Linked DNA regions of Mus musculus: all the other regions are linked to region 3. A link is a contact called in public Micro-C and promoter capture Hi-C data. All regions are on one chromosome and are shown on one strand. Each heading gives the region's core, a stretch centred on a gene start, on an enhancer-like site or on the middle of the called end of the contact. The rest is flanking DNA. Distances are from core to core; before and after follow the strand shown. Region 1 overlaps Ate1 (arginyltransferase 1). Region 2 overlaps Plekha1 (pleckstrin homology domain containing, family A (phosphoinositide binding specific) member 1). Region 3 overlaps Tacc2 (transforming, acidic coiled-coil containing protein 2). Region 4 has its middle 18 kb from the start of Plekha1.

What was found. A called contact is a pair of places that touch in the nucleus more often than the background predicts. Capture Hi-C pulls out chosen DNA fragments and counts their contacts.
Region 1: a contact with region 3 is called in a promoter capture Hi-C map of adipose tissue. The contact joins two enhancer-like sites. A contact is called at or near these places in 6 of 484 Hi-C or Micro-C datasets (CD4 T cells, embryonic stem cells, mammary gland and 2 more), 9 of 115 datasets of contacts at active chromatin or transcription factors (embryonic stem cells, epiblast stem cells, extraembryonic endoderm stem cells and 4 more) and 3 of 9 other capture datasets (adipose tissue, liver and pancreatic islet).
Region 2: a promoter capture Hi-C map of adipose tissue shows a contact between it and region 3. The contact joins two enhancer-like sites. A contact is called at or near these places in 1 of 484 Hi-C or Micro-C datasets (nephron progenitors), 1 of 115 datasets of contacts at active chromatin or transcription factors (large pre-B cells) and 3 of 9 other capture datasets (adipose tissue, liver and pancreatic islet).
Region 4: a Micro-C map of embryonic stem cells shows a contact between it and region 3, with 3 times the contacts expected there. The contact joins two enhancer-like sites. A contact is called at or near these places in 1 of 484 Hi-C or Micro-C datasets (embryonic stem cells), 2 of 115 datasets of contacts at active chromatin or transcription factors (embryonic stem cells and pancreatic cancer cells) and 2 of 9 other capture datasets (adipose tissue and liver).

The regions. Positions count from the first base shown.
Region 1 is chr7:130,501,731-130,506,717 of GRCm38.p6, forward strand. Ate1 (arginyltransferase 1) reads right to left here. Exons shown (of 12, transcript NM_013799.3): 7 at 2,964-3,092. Among named protein-coding and RNA genes, the nearest start is that of Ate1, 15 kb to the right of the region's middle. Within about 2 kb of position 1,466, at least 8 of the 459 cell types and tissues checked have an H3K27ac peak or open chromatin away from gene starts, as enhancers often do. A contact at or near this core is called in adipose tissue, where this site is marked.
Region 2 is chr7:130,901,493-130,906,590 of GRCm38.p6, forward strand. It overlaps Plekha1 (pleckstrin homology domain containing, family A (phosphoinositide binding specific) member 1), which reads left to right. Exons shown (of 13, transcript NM_001346515.1): 8 at 685-753; 9 at 3,378-3,442; 10 at 3,899-3,962. Among named protein-coding and RNA genes, the nearest start is that of Mir7061, 4.2 kb to the right of the region's middle. Within about 2 kb of position 1,624, at least 84 of the 459 cell types and tissues checked have an H3K27ac peak or open chromatin away from gene starts, as enhancers often do. A contact at or near this core is called in adipose tissue, where this site is marked.
Region 3 is chr7:130,646,636-130,652,070 of GRCm38.p6, forward strand. The region is part of intron 3 of Tacc2 (transforming, acidic coiled-coil containing protein 2); the gene reads left to right. Among named protein-coding and RNA genes, the nearest start is that of Gm39098, 3.4 kb to the left of the region's middle. Within about 2 kb of position 2,801, at least 15 of the 459 cell types and tissues checked have an H3K27ac peak or open chromatin away from gene starts, as enhancers often do. A contact at or near this core is called in adipose tissue and embryonic stem cells, where this site is marked.
Region 4 is chr7:130,844,973-130,849,955 of GRCm38.p6, forward strand. No RefSeq gene overlaps it. Among named protein-coding and RNA genes, the nearest start is that of Plekha1, 18 kb to the right of the region's middle. Within about 2 kb of position 2,374, at least 54 of the 459 cell types and tissues checked have an H3K27ac peak or open chromatin away from gene starts, as enhancers often do. A contact at or near this core is called in embryonic stem cells, where this site is marked.

The sequences.
Region 1 (4,987 bases), core at 216-2,715, 150 kb before region 3:
AAGCAGAAAGGAACCTTCTCAGATCACAGCAACCTCAGTGACTGCCCTCAAAACTTCCCCAGCCAAGAAACCCACATTTAATTACTTCTGACTGCAGAGCAACGTTCTCCCCAAGGTACTGCTGGAAACAAATCAACCAGTAGAGTAGAGAAGCTGCTTATGAAACCAACAGAAGCAAACATTTAGAAAGACCAAGGGAAGAGGCAAACACTACTGAAGCACTGTCACTGAGGGACTATACCCATGCCTAAGGCTGAGCCTCTAACAGAGGCTCTCACACACCAGGGCAAGCAACTATAAAAATAGCTTGTGCACGCTTTTTTGGTTGGGGCAGTAACATATACAACAGGAATGAATGCAGTGACAATAAGGCTGTAATAAAACTGGACAGGGGTAAAACTATAGTAGAGAAGTGACACTAGTCTTTTTTTTGTTTTGGTTTGGTTTTTGGTTTGTTTTTTTTTTTTTTTCGAGACAGGGTTTCTCTGTGTAGCCCTGATTTTTCTAGCTCCAAGGCATTATATAAAATTAATTGTATAAAATATAATTATATTTTTAATTTAAATAAAATTATAAACAATTGTATAAAACAGAAATATTTTATAACTATAAATTATATTTAAATTATATAAAATATAACTGACTTATAACAAACATACATGAAACTTGTGTTAACAGTAACAGAATGGCACAAAAAGGGACTAGACAAAAGAAACTAGAACCACAGAAATAATTTATAAGGAATAAAGTTAGTATAGGTCTGAAGTAGACCTGGAATGTTAATGCCTTTCATAAACTGAGAAAAGGGATAAAAATAAGTAAATATTGGGGCTGGAGAAGTGGCTTCTTTTCCAGAGGTAAAATCCACGGGATAAATTCTAGATTAGGCGCTTTTTTTTAAAGACGTATTTAGTTATTTAGTTATTTTATTTACATGAGTACACTGTAGCTGTCTTCAGATACCAGAAGAGGGCATCGGATCCCTTTATATACGGATGGTTGTGAGCCACCATGTGGTTGCTGGGAATTGAACTCAGGACCTCTGGAAGAGCAGTCAGTGCTCTTAAGCACTGAACCATCTCTCTAGCCTCCTAAGTTGATCTTTCTTAAGTACTAAAGTATTCTACACATGTTTTTAAATCTTCCTAGATTGTCTTAGCTCATTATCAAACATTTTTACTAAGATATATACTAAAGTACTTACAGACAAAATGGTACAGTGGCCAAGATTTGGAGCAAAATAATCCAACATAATAACAAAGAACATGAAGAGGGAGACAAAGCAAAGATGGCAGCATGTTGAGAACTGCTGAGTGATTAACAGAGTTGAAGGGTTTCATGCTTGCAAAATAACTTTAAAAAGAAGTCTTGCTCCTAACGTAAACTGCGCAGCTTATTCATTGCCTCTACTGCCTTACACACAGCCAAGGAGTGGTTCCCAAGCACACTGTGTACTTCAGCCACCGTGCTGTTGAGCAAGGCTGAACAGCTGCCAACAACACCCTTCTCTTCTCTCCTTCAGGCCACACATACTCCTACCCATCTGCCCATGCCCGACTCAGTGCCACCTCTGCACCTGTCGGTTCCTTTATCCCAACACACCTCTATCCCTGTTACAATGGTAGAATCTCTCACTCATTTAAGATCTACAACATGGAAAGTGGAGAACCTCAAAAAGTGCTTGTTAGATGATGCTCTATACAACAATCTCAACAGGTCTGCTTCTTCCACTTCAAGGTATAGTCAGTAAATGTGTGCTGACTTAGGCTGCAGGACAAAACCCTAATAATGCTGTATTCAGGTTCCTGGTGGAAAAACTTTTTGAATTTACATTTTTTATTAAAGGATTCAAAATGCTAGGTCTGAATCTTTTCCACAAAGCTCAGTAAGAGATGCTCAGAGTAATCAATCAGCTCTACTTAATAGTTAAGATAGATCATGCTTCTTGACAACCTTGTCAATATAGGGAAAAAATGTTTAAGAGACAGTACCTCAGACTTTTCACATATTTCAGGTGCTTCCTGGTGTATAGCCACTTGATACTTGGTATATAAAGAAAAGGACTGGTTGAAGGATGAGTTGAACTCTGGGTCCTCAAAGGAGGCAGGTACTAGCCTCACCTTCAGGGCAAGGAAAACACAAGCCAATGCTATTGAACCAACTCTACCTGTTGACACACTTCTTTCTGAAGGTGAGGCTAGAGGAAGATCTCTGCAAACCACTTCCAAAGTTCAGCCCTGGGGTTTGCCATAAAGCAGCAGGAATGGAATGGAATGGCACAGGCCTAAGTGCCAACTTTCTACCAACATTCAGGACAACCTGAACTCACAAGAGCCAGACAGACAATTTGTTTGTACTTTGGTTTTTCTCTGTTTACCAGCAGTACTGTCACATACACTAACGGCTACTGCTGCGAACTGGTCTCAGCCAGCACGTCTGCCACCTCTACTGAATGAGGTGCTTCAGGCTTTTTTCATTCCCAGATGTTGTTTTTCTTCTTTTGAAATCATCTTCTATATAAAATTGTAAGTGGACAAGGAGTCTATTAAAGACCTCTACCTTCTTCCTTTTCCAGTCCATCTCTTTTATATAGGGGTATTCCATTAATAAGAAATAACTGAGCTGCTATGAACTCTCTAGATGACTTTCAAACGTGGATGAAGCATAGCAACACACCAGGCCAAGCGCACCTTCTTCTCATGGGTATTTATCTTGAAGCCACATGACTGATTTGTAGATAAATATAGATAAATACACAGCAGCTTTGAATGAAAGCAATGTGGCATATGACTTTCTACTTTGAAACTCTGTGTGACTGGCACCTAACACATGACAGTAGTGAATTCACATTTACAGAATGTCCACTCACTCAGTCTTATCTTTGTGCAGTTATGCTACAAATTAGTTATAAACAAGAATATAGTACAATTACAGCCAGCGAATGTCACGCGTGGCCTGCTGACCTGGCTCACGGTTGGCTTATCAGGCGGGTCCTTGTGAACAACCATCTGGTAGCGTTTATAGACCTGGTAAGACTCCTGAAATGTGGCTCTGAACTGAGGACTTGGTGGAGAAGATCTTACCACCCTCACCTTCAGAAGGAGTTAAAAAACAGTGTTTATTATTAATTCATTCACTGGTTCAATTCTACAGAATATGCACTAACAGAGACGTTCAATCAAAAGACCATGTTTCAAATAATATTAAAGCATAAACATGTATTTTAACATTAAAAATCAGCAAAGTTAGCAAATGAAGAAAAAGTTATTGCTACAATCTACAGTCTACTTAAAGAAAGCAAAAGAAGGTTCCCTCTAAATTTAAGCCTTACCACTGACAAATTAAAAACACCTAGCTCTACTGTAAACTGACAGGTTCCTCTTAGTTATGATAACACAAACACTCTCGAATTTTAGTTGTCCACAATTTACTAAAAGTCAATCAGTCAGAAACACTAAAAACTGTAAATATATTTTGGGTACCTTTATTCATCACTAGTAAGTAAACTTACAACTGTGTAACTATGAGAGGAAACTCTCACAAACGTGCATGTCGCTGTAGAGTTAAATGCACTATTATGTTTCCTTTATGATTATCTTACAATGTCAACATCTTGGACAAATAATCAAAACTTTCAGGACAAGCCTTAAATAAGGATAAATTAAAAATGGTAACTCTGCACAAGACTAGCTGACATTTATCTTAACATTAATTACTAACAGTTAAGATGCATTAGTAAAATAGCAGCAAAAGGAAATTAAATGCAATACAATGAGGACATAATGGGGCATTTCATGTTGGCAAAGGAAAAAGAGTGACACCCAGCAAATAACAAATTCTTCAAATCCTGGGTACTACCACATTAAAAATGTAACCGCTGAGACCTACAGAACTGTTATTTGAGGTGTGGCTGATTCCCTGAATACCCTATTTATGGTCAAAGGATAAAGACCGTTTTGTAATTTAAGTAGTATATTCAATTCTCTACAATTCTGGAAAGAAGAAAGTTAGTAACAGTATCAAAGTAACAAGTAGTTGTAATAGCCAAAGTTGTTAAAGTTTGTCGTGTGTCCGTGCCTGTGGTGCATGCGCTGAGTGTGCACGGGTACACATGCCTGCGTTTAGCAAGCTGAATGCAGCTCCACTGCTTTACAGACCAATGCCTCTCACTGGACCAGAAGCTCACCATTTTGGCTAGGTAAGTTGGCTACCCAACAAGCTCGGATATCCTACTGCCTAGACCCCCCGAAATCGGGGTTACAGGCACACACACACTCATAAATATATGGAGCTAGAGATTCAAACTGAAGTCTTCACTCTTTCTCACTGAGCCATCACTTCAGCCCCATTAAGATTAGCATTAATGTCCTTGGATATTAAGCTACAAATTCAAATCAAGCAGGAGAATATTTTTACATCATTATGGCTAATGTTTTTAAAATAATTTTAATACATAATATTGAAATTTTTAATTTGTTGTTAAAATATGAGAAAAAGTGGGAATTTGGCATAAAACTTTTAGCTAAATTGGCTGGGATTTCTTTTTTTTTTAAAGATTTATTTATTATTATATCTAAGTACACTGTAGCTGTCTTCAGATGCACCAGAAGAGGGAAGCAGATCTCATTACAGATGGTTGTGAGCCACCATGTGGTTGCTGGGATTTGAACCCAGGACCTTCGGAAGAGCAGTAGGTGCTCTTAACTGCTGAGCCATCTCTCCAGCCCCCTTGGCTGGGATTTCTTTTTCTTTTTTTGGTTTTTCGAGACAGGGTTTCTCTGTGTAGCCCTGGCTGTCCTGGAACTCACTCTGTAGACCAGACTGGCCTCAAACTCAAAAATCCACCTGCCTCTGCCTGCCAAGTGCTGGGATTAAAGGCGTGCGCCACCACGCCTGGCTTTGGGATTTCTTAATGAGAAAGGATTTTGGTAGTTTGGTAGGTGCTGGCTAATTTTATGTCAACTTGACACAAGCTTGAGTTATCTGA
Region 2 (5,098 bases), core at 374-2,873, 250 kb after region 3:
CACTGTTGCTGTCTTCAGACACTCCAGAAGAGGGAGTCAGATTTTGTTATGGATGGTTGTAAGCCACCATGTGGTTGCTGGGATTTGAACTCCGGACCTTCGGAAGGGCAGTCGGGTGCTCTTACCCACTGAGCCATCTCACCAGCCCCCTGGGAGACCATTCTTAACCACTGAGCCATCTCCCCAACACTACTTACAGATGATTTAGGGTATTTAAACACTGATAAGAATATTTGTATAAAAGGGTATTAAACATTTTCTACATGGGTTTGCTCTATTTTGTATTTATTGTTGACCTGTTAAATATGAAATATTTGAGAAAGGACTCATGCATGTTGTAGATAGAGAGACCTGACGGGTTAATGACATTTCCCATGCTGATTTTTACCTTGTGGGCTGGGCTGACAAGAAGGGAAGAGGTGAACACCTCTTTCTTTTCCACTGTTCCAGATCAAAATCGTGAAATATCAGAGTTACTCATAAACTCTGAGAATGAGCTGCCCAAGGCCAAGACCGTCCTTCAAGGCTTGGTTAGCAGGGAAAGGGGTCATTAACCATCTCCCTTCGGAATGGGGTGTTGTTTCCGAGTACTTGGCATTTTGGATTGTGGGTTCATATTGGAATGATTAAAGGGTGATGAACATTTGACATTCTTTGAAGCCTCTGTCTGTTCTTCTCTGGTAGATGAAAAACTGGAAGAGAAGATATTTTCAATTGGATGAAAACACAATAGGCTACTTCAAATCTGAACTGGTATGCAGTCGCTTCATACATATGCCTCCAGGTGCTTGGCAGGTCACACTGCAGTGCTTGTGTGATTGTATGTTTGTGTGCCATTCTGGTTTTCTAATGGCCCAGTTCTGGTTTTAAGTGCACCCGTATTTCAGTCTATTTGGTTGTAATGCATTCGGTTAGTTATGTATTTCTTAAATATGTTTTAAGTAAAACTACCTTCAAGGAAGTGTTCCATCTTGATAGATCTAAAATTCTCGACAGCCCCACATGTAACTCTCTGTCAGAGGGACATTAGAAGAGGAGGTGTAGGAAATCCTCCAAAAGCAACATTCAGCCCTCTGCATGTCTGTCAACCTCCTCTCCCCTGCTGCATGTTAACTTGCTCTTTTCCTGTTTCAGATCACCTCTTAAGTTGTTTCTCTTGAGATAGCTTTTTCTAAAGGCAGAGTCAAAGACTGAGTCTCCCTCCTTCCTTGTTTGAGTTATGCACCATTAAGATGTCAATCCCCCTCTTCTATAAAACTGTGGGGCTTTCATATGCTGCATACTCTGAATGAGGGCATCAGAACAACTTTGTCCAGATTAGCTTCCTGCCCTGGTACATATGTTCCATGCCTGTGTTGTTCTGTGTAGGCTGTGTGTGGCTTTTGGGTGCTGGTAATGTGACCAGTGTGGTAAGGAAGTGAGTTTATTTCATTTCAAAATTAAAACCAATTTCATTTAGTAATTTAAATTTACAGTTCCTCATAGGCAGTGTTCTGTATTGGGAGCATCTTAGGGGTCAGTTATTTTAGAAAGCTATAAAGGCCAGAAGCAACCTATATAGTCTGCTGTAGACTGTCAGAGCCCATGTGCAGTGAGGAAGCTGTCTTTCCCTGCCTGAAGAACCAAGGGCAGAAAGTGGGAAGTAACAGACTAGAATGGTCACATGCATACTTGTCAATAAAATGAGGCAATATATCAAGGATAATAGAAACCAAGGTTCTTGGGATAAAAGCACAGCTTCTTGCTATAACTTAACAGACATAGACATAAATATATGTTCTTGTGTGAGTGCATTTAAATATAAAATATACTGTAGCTCCGTGTCTTAAGAAAATGATCATTTCTTCCCAAAAGAACCCAGACTTCATGGAGAAATGGCAGATTCTGTGGCCGGGCAAGAGAAATAAATGCACGGTTGGCTGGAATGTCTTACATCAGAAAGCAAGAACATGCTGAGAAAATGCTAGTCACCCAGTAGTCACCTTACAAATAGTCCCCTTACCAGATCATGGGCAGCGAGAGTATCAAAACACACAATGTTTATAACGTATTACAGTGCAAATATATATCTCTGTGTGCTCAGATAGATATGAGTAGATGGGTGGTGACTGAGCTCTTGTAGCTACAGTGAAGGAATAACAAGATGCTAAACAGGAGTGGGACAGCGATCTGAAATAACCACTCAGCACAGTGGGAGGAGAGCAGCTGTACAGGAAGAAGGCTGGCAGCACCACGCCCACCGGGCAGTCAGGTTCGATGAATTCAGTGGTGGCGAGAATGTCGGAACCTTGCGGGAGAGCAGGAAACGCACAGTGCGTCAGTCCTGTGCTGCCCCTGCTAACAGGATAGTCTGCGTTCAGTCCCCAGGTCACAGGAGCCACGTCCAAGGGAGGGGGCAGCCTACAAAATACAGTAATGGCTGTCATCTGCAGGAGTCTGTTCCTCTTTCTAGAGGAGTGAGGAACTCTTCTACACTAAACAGAAAGAGACAGCGAGAACACTGTCCCTGTAGGGCTGTGTGACCCACCTGCTGACTGGTGGCAGTAACGTGAGCACTTCAGGGTAGCATGCGGATTGCAGCAGCTCAGCTCCAAGCGGCTGTTCTTAGGCTCTTTTGTAAATTCATGATTGGTTCAGTGTTCAAGAAAGACAGAAAGGTGGGGAGAACTTTCTGGTAGAAAAACAAACAGGAATTACAAGCGGCTCATTCGGAAAGATTACGCTGAGTGTGGAGTGGAGTGGCAGCGTGCATGGCTAGTGTGTGTGTGTGTGAGTGAGGCCTTGGGTTAGAGCCGCAGCACTCCTAAGCACTACAAATCACTAAAGGTCTTCAGAAGTCCGTGACGACGCTCAGTGTCACTCAAGCTTCGGGGGATACAGGTGTGAGTGCACGGATAGTACTCACCAGTCATGAGGAGGCTGCGTCTGAGTGAAAAGCTCCCATACCCACTGTCCTCAGAGAAAATAAGTGGAGAGAAGAAATAGTATTTCTTCAAATTCTGTGTAGGTGAATGATGTTAGAAAAATCACCATTTGGCAGGCAGCTATGCCAATAATGATTTCAGGTAAGAATCTTCGATACTTGTAAGACCAGTGGGAGATTTTTGTTTTAAAATCTTAAAATCAAGTACTGCATAGATAGGCTCCAAGTGTCTCAGTAGAATACTTACTGGTCCTAGTGGTCCACCATGAACAAGTCTGCTGCTTAGTGACTGTCACTGAAACCAGAAACCGAGCTTCAGACAACAGTGGGTGTGGTGGCATGAAACTAGAGCTGTCCTGCTGCTGCAAGTCTCAGAAGGTGTTGGTCTGAGAGTAGCTCCATGTAAGATGGCTCGCTTTTGACAGGAAATGTCCTGCGTGTGCTTTTTTGCTAGGAGAAGGAACCTCTGCGGGTGATACCACTTAAAGAAGTGCACAAAGTCCAGGAGTGCAAACAGAGGTAAGGAAGGACCGCCTGACGCTGGCACAGCGCTGTCCGAAGAAGCAGGCCGCCCTCCCTCAGTGATGAGCTTACAGCCTGCTGCGTTCAACCCACTGACATTTCAGAAGTAGTTCAGTAGTAGAAAGGAAAAATTATTATAAACAATTTCTGAGATTTAACAAGTTGATGTATTTTTAGTTTTCAAAGGTGCTGCAGAGCAGGTTGTTGCAAGAAGTTGCATCAGCCGTGCCATGATGAGTTGAATGAACTGTAAACCCTTGGACTCTAACGTTGCTTTATGCATCTTCTGTAAATGAGCTGTGTAAAGCATGTGAATAGTAATGCAAAGCTGGAAAAGGCTGGGTGGTTTTGTTAAATTAGCGTTTTCTTTCTAACATTGATTGTCACTGAGTAAACAGCTGAAACTGTCAAACTGACTCACCTACAACAACTGGTGATCGTTTTTCATGACAGTGACATAATGATGAGGGACAACCTGTTTGAAATCGTGACGACATCTCGGACTTTCTATGTGCAGGTAAGACACTCCTTGGGGATCATAGATTCTCTTACAAGAAGTTAATAACATTTAGAGGTGAAATAAATGTAAATAAAGCTCTTTGGTGTTAATGAATATAATTTAGCAGCATATTGAAGGCTGTCAGGTGGTGGTGGGCGTAGGATCAGACCTGCGAGTGCTGTTAGGAATTGGTGGCATGGATCAAAGTTACATTTGGAAGAAAGGAAATCCTGTTTTACTTATTTTAGTTCATGACTTCAAATGTATTATCTTTTTGTGTTTTTCTTTAATATAATTTTTGGTAATTTTATAAGAAGAAAAGTTTCAAATATAAATGAAATTATTGAAAAAAAGCATTTGTTTTTGTTTATGAGAGTTAACACATTTGCTTATTGCAGAAAAATTAAGAAAACAATGGTTTGTTGCAACAAGCAAGATCATTCTAACTCTATAAAATCGTGTTTGCTTTCATATATTGTCATTTTCCCTGTGTTATTAAAATTTCTTTGGAGGGCCGGTGGTGGTGGTGGCGCACACCTTTAATTCCAGCACTTGGGAGGCAGAGACAGGTGGATTTCTGAGTTCGAGGCCAGCCTGGTCTACAGAGTGAGTTCCAGGACAGCCAGAGAAACCCTGTCTCAAAAAACCAAAAAAAAAAAAAAATTTTTTTTTCCTTTGGAAATAGGTGGGTCTGGAGCGCATATCTTTTATTGGAATTAAAGGCAGGCAGGAGGCAGAGACAGGTAGATTTTGGTGAATCTAAGGCTAGCCAGGGCTGTAGAGTGAGATTCTGCTTCAACAGAGTTCTCTTTGGAGACATTTTAGACTTTCATTATACTCCATGTATCGTGGCTAAACATTCATATGCGTAGTTTTTGTACATTCACTCTGCAAGCATGGTGATGGCACATCTTGTGTAAAGTTTGGCCTGAATTTTTGAGCCTTTCAGATGTTTCTAGGTCAGACTCAGCCATCAGAACAGCTTTTCTGTTTGTGGCTTTGACTTCGATCGTTGTCCTGCTACTAGCACAGAATGAAAGCACACTGGGCCCTATGCCTGCTCGAGTTCTGTCCTTTGAAAAATGTTCCTTGAACTTACTGGCATTCGATAGATTCTGGGAGAGGGGGACTTAGTTTTCTGTAGTGAATTGCTC
Region 3 (5,435 bases), core at 1,551-4,050:
TGGCGGGACCCAAGCGTCTGTCTGGAGGCTGGTTCCCCCAAGTGGGCCACCAGGAGTCAGCGCCTGTGGGCGGAGTGTTGGGGTCCTCCAGGTTTCCGGGGGAGGGGGTTATCCCTGACCAGAGGCTGCCTCTTGCCATCTCTACTGGGCTCTTTTTCCTAGTCGTGTTGGTTATGCCGGGGGGGGGGGGTCTCTTGGGGGGGGGCATCTTTGGCGGTCATGTTGATGAGTGTGGATGAGTCTTAAAGATCTGCACAGGATTTCCTCCGAGTTTGAGACTTTTAAATTCTCGAACAGTTACGTCAGCGGGGCCGAGCGCACTTCTGGGCTCCAGGGCGGCACGTGACCCAGCCGAGCTTCCCTCTAGGCGTCCTTTGGCTCAGCTAGGCTGCCACCGGGTTCTCTTACTTTGGGTGTTGTGCACAGGCAGCTTCAGACGTGCTGTGATTGCCTAGGAACACGCCTCTATATACCTGCTGTTTTCTTAAGTCCCGCGTTGGTCTTTTCTTAAAAAGTGGCGACTCGATACACGGTTGTCTTATGGTGTCAAATGGAGAGAGACATTTGTGGTAGCTGGTAGAAATAGAAACACCGGAGGGGAGAGGAAAGGGCTTGCTGAATGGGTTTACATGTGCCCTGTGATCACCCCAGGTCCCCATTGAACAGTCCGTTCAATGAGGGGTCCCAGGGCAGACTCCTATTTGTTTTATCCCAGAGGAAAGCACAGTTCTCTTATGAGGCAGAGAGAGCTCCCGATCCATTTCTCTGATACCCTGTAGAGTGGCCACATTTAAAAAGGGGCCACACTTTCTTTTATATGGAGCAATGACTTTGGCTGGTTTACATCCATTCAGATCTACATGTAGATTTTAGTGGTGAGTCCCAACTTATGCTTTTGGGCTGACAGTTTGAATGTGGAAGGGAGACTAGGGCTGGCTGGCTGTGCTGGCCAGCGCGTGGAAGGATTTTCATGGGTCTCTTCTTCACAGGCCCAGCCCTGTCCTGGGCGTTTTTCTCTAAGGAGACTTGGAGCAGGATATAATCCGGCAGCTGGCCCCTTATACAGTCACTAGGGTGGACTCAGTCTCTAGGCCACCTCCTTCTTCTGATGCCACTCAAACGTTAGGTCCCAAGCTAGGTGCAGTGCCGTGTGCCCTTAATCACAGCTCTGTGGCATGGTATGTTGAATATGGTAGCCAGCATTTAAGACCCATCTTAAAAGAAACAGTTAGCTCAAGCCTCAGAGTATGTTCATGGAGTATGGCCTGCTTATATTCCAGTCATTCATACCCAGGCATCTTTGCTTACGGAAGTCTGCAGATCAGTTCTTGGGGCCTCTGTGAAACCTAGATAGAATTAGTCCTTCCCCTCTGTTGCCAGTGCATGGACTATTTAAACTGAAAGGACACTTTAAGATCAAGGTTTCCCGTAACAGATTTGAAAAAGAAGCATGGACGTGCAGGGTCTCAACTAGGATTGCATTCCAAAGTGGGGCTCCAACACAGGACCCCAGACTCCTGACCTGGTTGTGTAGGTGTCACAGCACAGGCAGCCTCTGGTTTTATTTGGTATTGCATTGGTGTTGTTTGTTTGTTGTTTCTATGGAGACAGACTCTGCATGAGGAAACGACATATCTAGCATCTAGTTTACAGAACTACTTCCATAAAAACTGGCAGGGTTCTGGAGAGGGGGTGGTTGGTGGCAGTTGAATGACTTCAAGACTGTAAGGTCATGTGTGTGTGTGCATGCGTGTGACAGAGAGAGAGAGAGAGAGAGAGAGAGAGAGAGAGAGAGAGAGAGAGAGAGAGCACAGGTGCATCTGTATCTGATGGGCAGACTTTGATAGGGGTCAGCACCCCTTGGAAGGAATATCTAGAAACACAGAAGGGTATTTCTGGTTGCCTTGGTGACCAAGTGCACTATAGGCACATGGTGGGTGTGGGTCAAGGGCACTTTGCATGGGACAGGCCTGAACAACCGGGAATCGGGAATTGCTACTCCAAGTAGCAGTAGTGGCCTAAGTGGAGGACTCTGCCAAGGTCACAGGAATTCAAAAGATACTTTTTAGGAGGATGTGGAAACAAACCTATCTATGGCAGCCAGGTTCTAAGCTGTAGTGTGGATGAAGCTAGAAGACAAGGAAGGTGTAGCGGAGAGCATTGGCAAGATGCTGATGGGGCTAGCAGACAAGGAGAGTGTAGTGGAGAGCATCGGCATGCATGTGTGCACATGGATGTGTGTTTTCCTGGGATTTGGTCCCTTGGCCCAGAACACGGTCCTTGGATCATCATGGTTGGGTCTGGCAGACTCCTGCACCTGCGCACAGACAATCAGAAAGTTTGAGAAGTTGACAGAGTCAGTGGCTGAGGTTGTCCAGAGGAGCAAATCTAAGAAAGAGAAGGCTCACAGCCAGGTCACTGGGTCTCTCCCATTGTGACCAAGGTCTGTGAAACCCAGCTTGGGGATGGATCTTTTGCTGCCTCTGCCCCAGTGAGGTCACAGACCTTGGTTTATAATCTGAACAATCATTTTCACAGCGACTCCCTTGGATGACAAAACATTGTAACAGATTATGAAATAATTTGAGAGACGTGAGAGGCATGAAAACAAAGACTCAGGAGAAACAAAGGTTTGCCAGGCAGGGCCTCTAAAATTAGAGCAATGGTCTCCAGAAAACATAGTAATTGCTGGTGGTGGAGGCTCCATTCTGGACGTGGGGGAGGGGCTCAGCACCACCCTGCTCTCCGTCTCCCCTGTGTACTCTGTTACAGGGTTTCAGCTTCTCGTCTAGCTAATGGATTCAGGCGTGCCAGTTAAGAGAAAGCAAAGTTCTCGAGACTCATTTCCCCTGGGGCGGGAGGGGCAGTGTAGAGATTGCCAAGGATTTAGAGACAAAGACTCAATCGTACCAGCCCTGCCTCCCCTCTTACCAGCTGTGTGACCTTGGGGGAGTCATGGACCATCTAGGGGGCCTCTTCTCTTTAGTCAATAGTAGGGGTAGTTATCCTGGCCCCTCTGCTTCATGGAGCTGTGGTCTGTTGGTGAAGCCGCATACATGAAGACACTGGCAAACTGTAGAGTGCTTTGCAAAGGAACAGTACCCTGTGTTAGTAGTTTCTACCTCACAGGTGCCTGCTTATTGGCGGTATGTTTCCTGGTATCTGCTATAGCCTGTGGTTATTATTATTATTAGGTATTATTGTAAAGTGTAAGCAAGGGGCCGCACACATTCGAAGCTACTGACTGGCCTCACTCTCTAGGAGCAAGGTAGCTGGGATCCTGTATGCTTTCTCTAGATGAGGTCCAAATAAAGTGTGTGGAACCTGATTCTGCTCACAGAGGACAAATCTGGGTAGAAAGAGACAGAAAGAGAAAGCTGTTGCTCCGTTGGTTGACTTCTGCACTGTCTTCAGCCCTATTGGTTCTTCTCATTTGGGGTCATGTCCGTAGTAGCCCCCCCCCCCCCCCAAATCCATGAGCCATCTCAGTGTCTGCCATTTAGACTTAAAAGCAAGCGATCACCATTCTTGGATTTGAGGGCATGGAGGCTTCAATCATACCTGTTTTGAGCACATTCTGGACAATGTTCCGTTCAGTTGCATCTATTCCCCTCTTCCTGGTATTGTGCACGCAGCCCTTCCTTAGCCCCAGGCTTCTGTGGCTTTTGGTTGTCCAGCTCCCCTCTTCCCACCACAGGGAAAGGCCATGTTATGTTACCTCTTCCACTTGACTGAACTGTGTTCATCTCCCAAGTTACCTGGCCTAGGAGTCTGTTTTCTAAACATACCTGCTTATAGTACCAGAGCCCTAAGATCAGATCTGGCTCTGTGAGGTCCTGCTGGCTTTGGGGAGACTCCCATGGTTTGAGGGAACATTTTGGTTTCAGAAGAGATGATTGCTTTCTGGGGTGATTGCCTTCAAGCCTCAGTGTTCTTGGCATTTGGAAAATATCCTAGGCTTTTCTTGGTGTCTTCGGCCTTGAAGTGGGCCAAGAGAGGGCCAGTAAACTTAGTACCAATCAACCTTGTGTAACTAACTTTCAGACAGATGCTCCTTAAATGAGTCGCATGTTTACCTGTGGAGTTGAGCAGGAATCAGATCCAGAGATGACTCCAGCCAAGACAGACAGCATAGGCCCAAGTGAGAAGTCAGGGCTTTTAGCCAAAGCTGCATCTCAGGCTCTGTTCCCAGGATGTCCTGTGATCTGCCTGCTCAAAGTCTGTCCTTGAAGTCTGACAAGACCCTGCCTCATATTTCTCTGAGCTCATCACTCAGAGTTCCGTAGAACATTTCCCCAGCGGCTCCTTGCTGGGTCAGGGAATAGGCCCTCTCGTCTCTCGGAGAAGTATTTACTTCACTTAAGGATGGAACCTTCTTGTGTGACAAGGAGAAAACCAAGTAATTTTATTGCTGGTGTGGTTTTAGAACCAGAGAAAACCTGTGATTCTGATAAATTCTTAATTTGTTTGTTCATTTCAAAGTTGTCTCCTGTCTACATAAAAATACTGGAGGCTTCTGCCCGGCCTTCAGCTCATTGCTCCTGGGATGGGTGCCTGTTCTCAGCTCAAGCAAGTTAGAAGGGTGTTGGTTCTGGCCTGCCCAAAGAGGCAGCCAGAAAGATCTAGGGAGACAGCTATAAATATAGTTTTTTGGGGGCCACTTTCCTGTATACATATGATACCTACCTCCTGCTTAGCCATGACCCATGGTGAGATAAGTGCCATTCCTTTCTTAGGGATTTTATTGAATAGACCAGGCTGGCCTGGAATTCACTATGTAGCCCAGGCTGACCTCCAATTCACAATCTTTCTGCCTCCACCTTCCTAATCCTGGGTTTACTCATCTATGCTCCCTCCCATGCCTTGATAACCTATGTTTTTAAACTGTGGTTAAACAAATCACTTGGTGTAAAGTTTTGCATCTTAACTGTGCTGCCAAGTGTACAGGTCAGCAGGGTTGCTGTAGTGATACTGTTGTGGTGTGGTCCGATCCCTGGCACATACATACCTTGTCAGTCTAAACACACACACACACACACACACACACACACTCTCACTCACTCTCTCCCTCCCTCCCTCCCTACCTCCTTCTCTTCCCCGCCACTATCTGACAGTCACCGTTCTATTTTTGATTCTATGACTTTTACATATTTTTTGTTCTTATTCCTTTTCACATTGTTTTGGTTTTTTGAGACAGAGTCATCAAATAGCTTAGGCTAGCCCCTGACTCACTGTGGAGCAGAGGATGACCTTGAATCGTTATTCCTCTTGCCTTCCTCCCCTCCCCTCCCAGCGCTGGGATTAGCCTGTGCCACTGGTTCAGTTTCTGCTGTGCTGGGGATGGATCCCAGGGCTCTGCACATGCTAGGCGGACGGACATTCTCCCGGCTGAGCTGCGTGCTCAGTGCCTTTTCTTGATTTTTCAGGTGATGCGT
Region 4 (4,983 bases), core at 1,124-3,623, 200 kb after region 3:
GGGACTAAAATTCTCACAGGAGGACCAGGTGGAAGAGTTCAATGCCACGCTCTCTAACCTCAGGCTCCTCGCCGTTATTCAGGCTTCTCACTTGACTATAAATTGCCAAGAATATAAACGACCTGTCAGTCATTCCTTAAGAGGTTGATAGATGCACTAGTCCCTGTCACTTATGAAGATGCTCATATAGGACAGTGAATTTTCCTCTAGCTGGGACCTGCCAAAGCTTAAACTGCCAGCAAGGTGGAACTTCCTTAGTTCAACATCTCTTAATGAAATCTGGTGCCTCTGTGGCCCAGAGTTGGCCCTGATGGCCAGAGAGCAAGTACCAAGGAGAAACGGGCTTCTGAAACTCTCAAAATAATGCGTGGTGCTTCATAAAGCAGCTCCTTCTACTATGTTTGGCCACAGAGGTCATAGGCATGGCCTGAGCCCCTACATATATGAAGCATCATTAAAATCATGGACATTGGGCCTTCAGAAGTGTGTGGTTTATAACAACACCCAAAGCTCTTCTCTTTCCCTGGCATCTGTCCTTCAGTACTGTGTGTGTGCGTGTGTGTGTGTGTGTGTGTGTGTGTGTGAGAGAGAGAGAGAGAGAGACAGAGAGAGAGAGAGAGAGAAGGGGGTGGAACTGTAGAAATCTGAGTTGTCTCCTCTCTGTTAGTCACAACTTAGTGGCAGACAGAGATAGGAAATGGACCCAAAAGCTACAATCAAGAGAAAAAACTGTGCACAGCCAGATGATATTGCAGCACTCCTTAAATCTCAACACACAGGAAGCAGAGGCAGGTGGATCTCTGTGAGTTTGAGGACAGCCTGGTCTACGGACTGCACTCCCAGACAGCAAGGGCTACACAAAGAAACCCCATTTTGAAGAGAAAGAGTACACTGGGCTCATAGCTGAGGAGTGATCTGGAGAAAAAAATCAAGTACAGTTTAAAAGCCTTATTTTGGGGATGGCTAGAGGACAAATGCCTGCCTGAGTGAAGAGGCAGGACCATGACATCATTCCCCACCTTTAGCTGACTCTCTTCTGAGCAACCGGCTTCCTTCTTCCCTTGTTACTCAGGCAGAGGCCTCACCCAGCAGCCCTGACACCTCCGTAGTTGCTGACTGACCCCTTGCAGACAGGTTAGCTAAAAGCTTGGGGGAGATCTGTGGCTTGGGAACTTTGTCAGCTAGTGCCTCCATATGCCTCATGGTCTGCAGTGAGGAGGAGCCCTCAGAGCCTGTGCTCACAGACACCTGAACTCTTGAAGAACAGATCAAAGCTAAGGCAGACCTTTTATGGGTGACCTACTAAGGAGGGAAGGTGGACACCCTTAACTTGTGGTGACAGCTCGTGAGTTGTGATAAGAGAGGGGGGCGGGGGTCCTGAGACAGGACCGGAGGATGGATTGGAATTCCAAGGCCCCAGTAGCTTTGCTGTGAGATTGAAATCCCACCAGTAATCATCAAGCAGGATGTGCCTGGGCTGGGGGTGGGAGGGCGGTGGCGGGGGAGGCAGGTTCATTCTCCCCAGGGCCCTCCACATTCCCACAGGGCTATGCTCTGGATAAAGGGCCCTGAGTCTTGCAAAGGGAATTAAATCTTTGCATCTGAAATCTGTCATTTCAGGTGAAGTTGGAGGGGATTCTCAGTCATAAGTGTAAGAGAGGGGCTGTATCCATCATTATTGGGATTATCTTCAGCCTGTGGTTTTCCCTTTGAGAATCAACCATTTCTACAGAAAACCCATCAGGTTCTGCTGAGTTTAAAGACTAGGGCGAATACTTTTGAGATAAAGACTTGGACAAACTCTTATCAAGTATTTCCATCAGATAATGCTGATAAACACTGGGCAGCATACCAAAGGAAAATTGTTTAAATAGCTGCGACTAACTTAGTTCTCTGGAGGTGCAGGCAATCATACATTTTAAAGTATAGTTTGTATACTTTCTCATAGTCTAGTCTTACTTATAACAGAATGTCAGAAAGTAGCTAATGTATTTTTTTAAAACAACAACAACAACAACAACAAAAACCCAAGAAGTTTATTTCTGCTCACAGTCTTGAGCAGTGGTTCCCAACCTGTGGGTTGCAACCCCTTGAGGGGGTAAACGACCCTTTCACAGGAGTCATCTAAGGCCATGGTAAAACACAGATATTTACATTACAGTTCATAAGAGTAACAGAATTACAGTTATGAAGTAGCAATGAAAATAATTTTGTGCTTAAGGTCACCATAGCATATAGGATGGCAGCATTAGGAAGACTGAGAGGCACTGCTATGGAGGCTGAGAAACCACGGTTAACCTTTAGATTTCGGGTGAGGCTTTATTCTGCTCATTCACGGTGAAAAAACAGAAGGGGAAGTGGGCACTGCAACAGAGAGGGAGAGAGACGGAGGAACTGACACAGCTTCACAACCATGCGCTCTTGCAGCAGGGAAGCCATTTCCTCAAGAGCGAAACGAATCCGCTCATGAGGGCAGATGCCTCTCGAGTGCAAATTGCATTGGGAAACAAGCCTCAACATGATCGTAGTGACCCCACCTACACTCAAGCCAATAAAGCCGTGTAGGCCGAACAGGCCTGCGCCGTTGCTGAGATGTAGTGGGAATCCAGTTCGCACTCAAGCACCCACTCCACACACCAGGGTGTTATTGTGAGAGCAGGCCAGTGGGAAGAAAGGACCTGCAGTAACAAGTCCCCTGCCCACGCAACCACACAGCGTTGGAGTGGAGATAGTCCAGGAAACCTGAACTGCTGAGACGCAGATATTGTTCCTCGTCTCCTTCTTAGCTAGGGTGGTGTCAGTGCAGGGCTAATGGAAACTGGGGACTTTTCACTATTGATCAGTAGTAACAAGATGACCACTAGATCTTAATGCCACTAGAGGCCACTTGGGATGCAAAACGAGTACCCCTGCCCTTCAGAGTCAGTGTGGTATCAGCTGGAACCCAGTGAGAAGATCTGTAATTGCTCAGAAATAATGAGGCGTTCCCCCACACCTCCTACCTACGGCCCATGGCAGGGGCGATTATACGGAGAACTCTGAAGTTTATCTCTCCCTAGCTCTTCACAGGGCATTTAGCTCCCTGCCAGAGTGATTTTTCGGAATATCACAGAAGCTCTGGAACACGGAGGGAAATAATATCTAGAGCCTCATAACAGAGTATGTCCCTAAGTTTAAGTTTCAGTCAATCAGAATTTTACTCATTGTTTCAAGATGGAAGATCTTTACTTGAATGAAGAAAAAGAAAGGAAGAAGAAAGAGAGAGAAAGAGAGGGAGGGAAGGATGGAGGGAGAGAGAGAGAGAGAGAAGGAAAGAGAGGAAGGAAGGAGAGAGAGAGAGAGAGTGAGAAACCAACAGACCCCACCATGAAATGACACAGATTGGAATGGCTTGACAAAGACTTTAGAGTAGCCATTGTATATGCCAATAAATCAACTGCGTAAGTGATATGAACAAGCAGATAAGCGAGCAAGCGAGCAAGCAAGCAAGCAATCTAGAAATTTTCATCCCAGGGCTGCAGTATTTGTACTGACTATGTAAGCTCAAGGACCTGAGTTCAGATCCCAGCACCCACCTAAAAAGCCAGGAGTGGCCTCACAGGTGTTTGTAACCCTAGCTCTGTGGGGAGAGGAGACAGGAGGATTGCTGGGACTTGCTGGCTACCAGCCTAGCAAAGATAAGGCAGAATGATGGAGCACCTGGCTTCATTGTTCAGCTTCTTCATGCATACAGGCACACACCTGCTCACACATGTACTGTTCACACACACATGCACAGATGAAATTATCAATCCAGAAGTAGAAGTTTTTAAATAGAATATTCAAAGGAGGGCTGGCAAGATGGCTCAGTGGGTAAGAGCACTGATTGTTCTTCTGAAGGTCCTGAGTTCAAATCCCAGCAACCACATGGTGGCTCACAACCACCCATAATGAGATCTGACTTCCTCTTCTTTTTTTTTTTTTTTTTTTTTTTTAAGAATAGTCAAAGGAGGGGCTGGTGAGATGGCTCAGTGGGTTAGAGCACCCGACTGCTCTTCCGAAGGTCCAGAGTTCAAATCCCAGCAACCACATGGTGGCTCACAACCATCCGTAACAAGATCTGACCCCCTCTTCTGGAGTGTCTGAAGACAGCTACAATGTACTTACATATAATAAATAAATAAATAAATCTTTAAAAAAAAAAAAAAAAAAAAAAAAGAATAGTCAAAGGAGAGCCAAATGGAAATTTTAGAGCTGAAAAACCACAATGGGGTTGAATGACCTTTCAGAGGGTTGCATATCGGATATCCTACATATCACATATTTACATCATGATTGATAACAGTAGCAAAATTTCAGTTATGGAGTAGCAATGAAAATACTTTTATGGTTGGGGTCACCACAACATGAGGAACTGTATTAAAGGGTCACAGTGTTAGGAAGGTTGAGAACCACTGCTCTGAAAGAATACTGTTGACACAAAATTCCATATCCAGAAAAACTATTAAGACTGAAGAGCAAGCAAGATTTCTCAGTGGGTGGAAAGCTAGGATCACTTGTTGCCTAGAGACAGACTCTGAAAAATAGCTGAAGGAAGTTCTCAGAATACAAAGAATGATAAAAGATAGCTATTAAAATAGCTGTTCTAAACGTTCTAAGAGCAATCTGACAAAGATAGGAAAGGGGGTCCTTCACACGTTACTGATGCAAGTGTGAAATGGCACAATGTTGTCTTAATTCATTGAAATTGCTTGATTCTAGTGAACTCATGAATAAAAACATCATGCAGCCAGATCATGGAAACTATTCAAGACATCGCCCAGTTCCACACTCTGCATCTCCGTGAACTCTATACAGATAGAATGATCATTCTGAGGCTATGGAATTTTGCTTAGGACAAAATGTAAGGAGAATATATCCTTATGATAGTTTAAGTTACACATACACACACACACACACACACACACACACACACACACACACACACAAGCCACAACCCAAAAC